Regions from separate parts of the Hordeum vulgare genome. Here region 1 is linked to region 2. A link is a contact called in public Hi-C data. All regions are on one chromosome and are shown on one strand. Each heading gives the region's core, a stretch centred on a gene start, on an enhancer-like site or on the middle of the called end of the contact. The rest is flanking DNA. Distances are from core to core; before and after follow the strand shown.

The links. A called contact is a pair of places that touch in the nucleus more often than the background predicts.
Region 1: a contact with region 2 is called in a Hi-C map of leaf, with 3 times the contacts expected there. The contact joins the promoter of LOC123443944 here to the promoter of LOC123443940 in region 2. A contact is called at or near these places in 2 of 6 Hi-C or Micro-C datasets (leaf and seedling).

Annotation. Positions count from the first base shown.
Region 1 is chr3H:389,375,220-389,378,231 of MorexV3_pseudomolecules_assembly, reverse strand. It overlaps LOC123443944 (cinnamoyl-CoA reductase-like SNL6), which reads left to right and starts at 1,516. Exons shown (of 4, transcript XM_045120511.1): 1 at 1,516-2,063. The coding sequence starts at 1,796.
Region 2 is chr3H:388,526,108-388,528,831 of MorexV3_pseudomolecules_assembly, reverse strand. LOC123443940 (polygalacturonase At1g48100-like) reads right to left here and starts at 1,379. Exons shown (of 7, transcript XM_045120505.1): 1 at 709-1,379. The coding sequence starts at 1,158. It overlaps LOC123443941 (a long non-coding RNA gene), which reads left to right. Exons shown (of 3, transcript XR_006630891.1): 3 at 1,713-2,254.

The DNA.
Region 1 (3,012 bases), core at 267-2,766, 850 kb before region 2:
CTACCTACTTCCACCTTTGAGGAGTTTCGTTCCAGTATCTGTGTCTCCCGCGACGCTTCGACTGCGTGCGCGCGCGCGCGGGGGGGGGGGGGGGGGGGGGGGGTTGTGTTGATTATATATGTGCATGTACATTGTGTTATTGAGTTTTCCTCCTAGTCCTTTGTATAGTTGAGGTAGATGTCTATTTTGTATTTATATATACGTGCCTAGTGCACCCAATCAGTATTGAGTGTTGCGCAGCCCTAAACCTAATCCTCTACACCAACATTTAACAGAAAAGATGAACATTTTTAAAGGCCATTTTGGGTTCATTGAAAATCACACCATTTGAATTGTTTTATTTAGGGTGAGGTGCTAGGGTTTTCTTAATCCCCATTTTAACTTAGCAAAAAATAAACATGATGCACACACTAGCTAGGCACAAAGCAAAAGAAAATCAGGGATGTGACATGAGGCAACCCATACATCAATCAAATCCAAACAGGAGTAGTGTATTATCTTCATGACGAAGGTCCAAACCTGAGTAAACACTTCGTGTGCCAACTTAAAAACTTGACACGCATGAATGACGGCTTTTTCCACGTGATGAGTCAGCGCGTGTATGTTGTCGCTTTGCTTCACCGACTCGGCCAAGCTCAGTTGCGACGTGTATCCGCAATCGTGTTTTCATAAAATACGAGTATTTGGTAAGTTAAGTTTTTGAGATCGAGCTCAAACGAGCCCTGCGAACAGTAAAGTTGGGAAAAAAATTCAAAAGAATAAAAAAAATCTGATTTAGTACTGGATATGACTCCAAAAGATGCTGACCAGCGCCCAGTACTGGATTTAACTCTCATATTTTCGTTTACTCTAGGAATTTTTGTACGTGGTCCCCTCAAAACCCTGAGACTTGGACGCAGGGGGCTTAGGTGATTGGTGGACGGCCGTTGGGGTTTCTGGCTTTCTTTGAGCCACGAGAGCAGTGCCCTTGGATCGGCTCGAGAATAGGGTGTCGTGTCGTATCCGGCATGGCTGCATCGGCGAGACCTTCTATACGTCGGGATCGCCACGATGCGATCCATATTTTTCTGTGCGGTTTCCGGGGCCCTGTTTGTTAATGCAGACAACGAGATTGGACCGCCATACCTCCCGGGGGGAAAACCCATTGCAAGCCAAGCCAAGCCAAGCCAAGCCAACCACGAGTCCACAACACTAGTAGTACGTGCACCACCGGCACCGCTTCCATTACCTCCACGAAGAGCGTGGCAGTCTGCAAGAGAAGGAAGAGATGGTGGAGCCTGCCATGCCACCAACGATACTCATCTTCTGCAGGCCTGCAGCGCACATCCCATGGTGTTTATACAGACACATGCGGATTCCACCATCCCGTCTAGTAGTAGTATTTATTAGTACTACTAGTATTTATTAGAGCGAAAATCCATTTATATGGACGGCCCTCAACCTGCGCAAGCTAGACCGTGGGATGAGAGCGGCTGAGCGATCCCAGCCACCCGACGCAACTACCTCAAGGCGCGCGTGGAGATGGAACGAGCCCACAGACAATCCAGATCCAAGCTCCAAGCTCCACGCCTGTACAGTATAGTAACCACCAGTCCACGGCTCGCTCCGACGACCCGTAGAGCAGAGCGCGGCACAGAGCCCACCAACCTACCTAAGCTACGCTGCTCCTGCGAGCGCAGACTCCCTCTCCTCTGCTATAATTATCCACGTCTCGCGGAGCCCGGCCACCCCCAGAGCCCCGACGGTCGCAAATCGCTCCACCAGAACCCACGCCACCGAGAGACTAGGCGGCGTCATGGGCGTCTTACGGAGCACGCAGAGCATGCAGGCGGAGGTGGAGGAGATGCGCGCCGCGCTGTTCCACGGGGCCGGGGCCGGGGGCGCGGCCGGGTGGCGCCCCTCGGCCGGCGACAACGACGTCAAGCGCGCCACCGGCGGCGACGAAAGCGCGGCGGGCCCGCGCACCGTGTGCGTGACCGGCGGGATATCCTTCGTCGGCTTCGCCATCGTCGACCGCCTCCTCCGCCACGGTTACACAGTGCGCCTCGCCCTCGAGACACAAGGTCAGTGTCAGTCAGCCACCACAAAGCCTCGCGCGTCGCCGGCCGCCCATGAACCAACTGCTCATCTCATCTCTCTTTACCATTTCCCGTGGTCGATTTGAGGGTTCCCGGCCACGGCTGCGACGCCTTGAAAAGAATCCCAAACCTTTACCATTTCACATCATTTTGTTTTAGTATCGTTCTTGTGGCGGGCGACGCACCTTCTTGGCACAGAGCTGAGTTGAATGCTCCATGTCGTTTTCTGTCCACGCCCTGCCTACGTCTGAATCCAGGCTGCAACATTTACACTCCATTTTTTATCCGGAGTACAGTATTTATAGGTGTATATTATGCACTATGGTACATGTGAGTTCATCCGTACGTCCATACAAGTCACCACGGAGCAATCTGGCGCATCTAGGCCATGGGTACATTTACAACCTTGCACCAAAAGGGAAACGCTGTTATACTTAGACATCCAGTACACGTGGAAAGTCATTGGCCTGTTTTGTTCCGGCTAGTCTTTCTCTCAGCAAAGTACACCCGTTACGGCCTTGCTTGTTAGCAGTTGGCATATTTTACCATTCCGAACGAGCGTCTCGTAGGCCGACACTCTCACGAGTCTCTGTCTCCAATAACAAAAGTTTGTTGCGGATGGTACTGTGCCACCTAACCTACCGGTGCACTGGGGTTGATGTGGTGCATCGCATCACTCTTTCCTTCCTCTCATGATTTCAGACCACTAATTATCTAGCGCTATTACTAGCTAGCTTACTGTTCCGCCCCCATTTTCTTTACGTACGTCCGGAATGACCGGTTGCTGCAACTTAAATACTCAGCTAGGATTTGTTTGCTCGTCTAGCCACCATCGTCAGCTGAGCCGTAGTTTTCTTTTCTTTTCCAAAGGTTAGAAGACTCCAACTTGTACATCGCTATGCAAGTCGAATCAGCTTGCCTTTCCCTAGCCAAT
Region 2 (2,724 bases), core at 130-2,629:
ATTTTTTAAGATAATATTTAAAGAACTGGTTTTCCAGAACTATGTAACACTAAAAAAAGGTATATTAGGTTCATCCCAATTTTTGCAATCAATATGTTTCTTGCGTGCAAAAAACACTTGAAAAAATATCGATATTTTTCTTGTGAACCCTGTTTTTTTAGTTGCTTGTTAACCCTGAATTGATGCCCACTTTGTTCACCAGGAGACCGTGATTCCTCAGAAAGGAAAAAAATAAAAGAAAAGCCGTACGAGCTTGGAGTATGGACATGTGAACAACAGAAGAATCCAAAAATACACAAATAAAAAATTTCCGGTAAGCACAGGCAGTCATGTAAATACTGACTAGAGAAAGCTATGTCACTAGTGACAATTTCCTGCGGCTCTGCACTGGGAAATATGCGAGGGTAGTCAGATGATCGTGGATTATGCATGCCGTGATGTCTGGCAAAAATCCAAATCTTCACACTAGCTGAAGTGCCACCCCAAACATACAAACACCGAAATTCTAATCTGGGAAAGCCCATGCCTAGTTTTCCTTGACTGATCAACACGGAACCTGTCATGGATTGCAGAAAGAAATGCGCAATGCAAAATGGAATTGGCAGTGAGAATTTGTGAGTCGGGGAATGCATGATGCTACACAAGTTAGCGAATTCTCTCTCTGGATAAAACAACGATTCTAAGGGAGGGGCAGCGATGTTGACCGACCTTTGTATCGTCTGAAACTCCATCACCCTTGGCTCCGAAGTCAACCACGTTAAATACCGCGCCCGGTGAGGCCACAGGCGCAGGTGGTGGCTGCGGCGGTGGCTGTGTGCCCTTTCCACAGCTTGGAGATGGAGGCTGTGGTGGACTTGTATGTCCATTGCTCTTGGCAGGGCTTGGTTTCGGGCTCTGGCTCGGAGTTACAGGTACATTGGGGCTTGGGTATCCTTTGCCAACAGCAGGGCCTGGTGGCGGGCTTCGCCGGTTGCTCCCGTGCTGCCGGTGAGAGCTGCCCTTCTTTGTCTTCCCTTTCTTCTTGAGCAGAGAGGAGCTCGGTGAGCTCCTTGGCCTCCAATGTTTGCCTCTCCTTGCGTCGCAGACATCAATGGTGGAGCATAGAGCGAGCAAGACAAGGAGAAGCAGAAGGCCCAAGCCCTTTACTCTGAGCTTCATCCTTGTGTCTGTTGTACCTGTTGGCTAGCTGTGTGGAGAGTGTTTGTACGTGCGTGGGAAGTAGATAGATAGGCAACATACACAAGAGGTGTGGATTGCTTGTGAGGAGGGAAAGACAGAGGGTTCTCTTTAAATAACAAGCTTCAGCTTGAGGGTGGCCATGTTTGCGCCTCTCAAGATTAGATGAAAATGAATGGGGGAAAATGGGGCCCCAACTCACGTGCATGCAAAGGTCTTGTAGCTGCACAGGGGAATGGTATTATGGTAGTGATGTCTTCTTGTTGCTTATGTTCCTCGTCATAATCAATATTTCATCCGTTCACAAATATTTGTTCACTCATTTCATATTGTACATAGTCTGTAGTGAAATAACTAAAATAACTTATATTTGTGAACGGAGGAAGTACTTCACAATTTCTTTATAGCAGTCAGTTGAGAACTTGAACCGCATCTCTTATGACATATTCTGTAGTCTCTCTGTTTTTGGCTCTCTGCTATAATCACATCTATGCCGTTTGCTCCGCATCTTCTTTGACACCGATTTACTGAAACAGGAATGAAGCATACACAATTTATTCACGAGCGGGGAGGAATAGTTTCGGCACCAGATTTTGTGGGGGAAACAAATCGGCCATGGTCCAAGAGATCACGTGCAATTAGACCGCCAGTATGTCCAGTTTGGCAGCTAATCCAAAATCCATATGCCATTATGGAGGTTATCGAGGTGATGTGTTCTTCATATCGTAAGACCCACTCGTCAATAGGACATTTTCCCCCCAAGCTCTTATATGGATGGTCATTCTGCCGATCGGCTTAATATGAGGACTCTACTAGAGCACATGCATCTCGCTGAAACAATATGCTTGTGTTATGTTTGCGGCTCTAAGAAACAATGAAGGAAGTAATAAGTAAACAAGAATGTCATCTCAGGCAAAGCTAAGAGCTCACTTGCTTCCCAGAATTTAGTACACAGAATGCTTTACCCGGTATCCTCGGTGGTTTTGCGCCCGTGTTCAATGATAGAGAGAGTTTGCTGTACGTTTATTTAATCTACTAGAAAGAGGAGTCATCCCAGATCCCCTCTCTTTTGTTTTTATTAACCTGTGGCTGTGGGGTGGAAGATTGATGCGTCTCTGGCATGGCTGTGCGCGCAGTAGAGTTATGTGTGTATGTGCCCACTTCTCGATCGGTTGCCAAAACCAAAGGCAGACATGTGATCGATCACTGACGGGACGAGCTAGCATCTAGTCCGTTCCTCAAGCATACGTACGTGCTCCCGTGCTCGTGGCAACGGTTTTGAGCTGCTCGCGCACACCAACGTTGTACGTGAAGGTGAAGGCGAAGGTGGTGTCAAGGAACGGAAGCCCGCCCACCGAATCAACGTCTGGCCATGAACAGCCGGGCAAGGGAAGAGGGGAGCGGTAGAAGACGAGCGCGCACATGCCCCGGGTCACATGGGCGACGGTCACGGGCGGAACGGAAGGGGCGCGCTTTGTCCGCGCATCGGCCGGGCCGCAACCGCTGCCTGCCCGCATCCGCATGCGGACGCCGTCGCCATCTCTGATT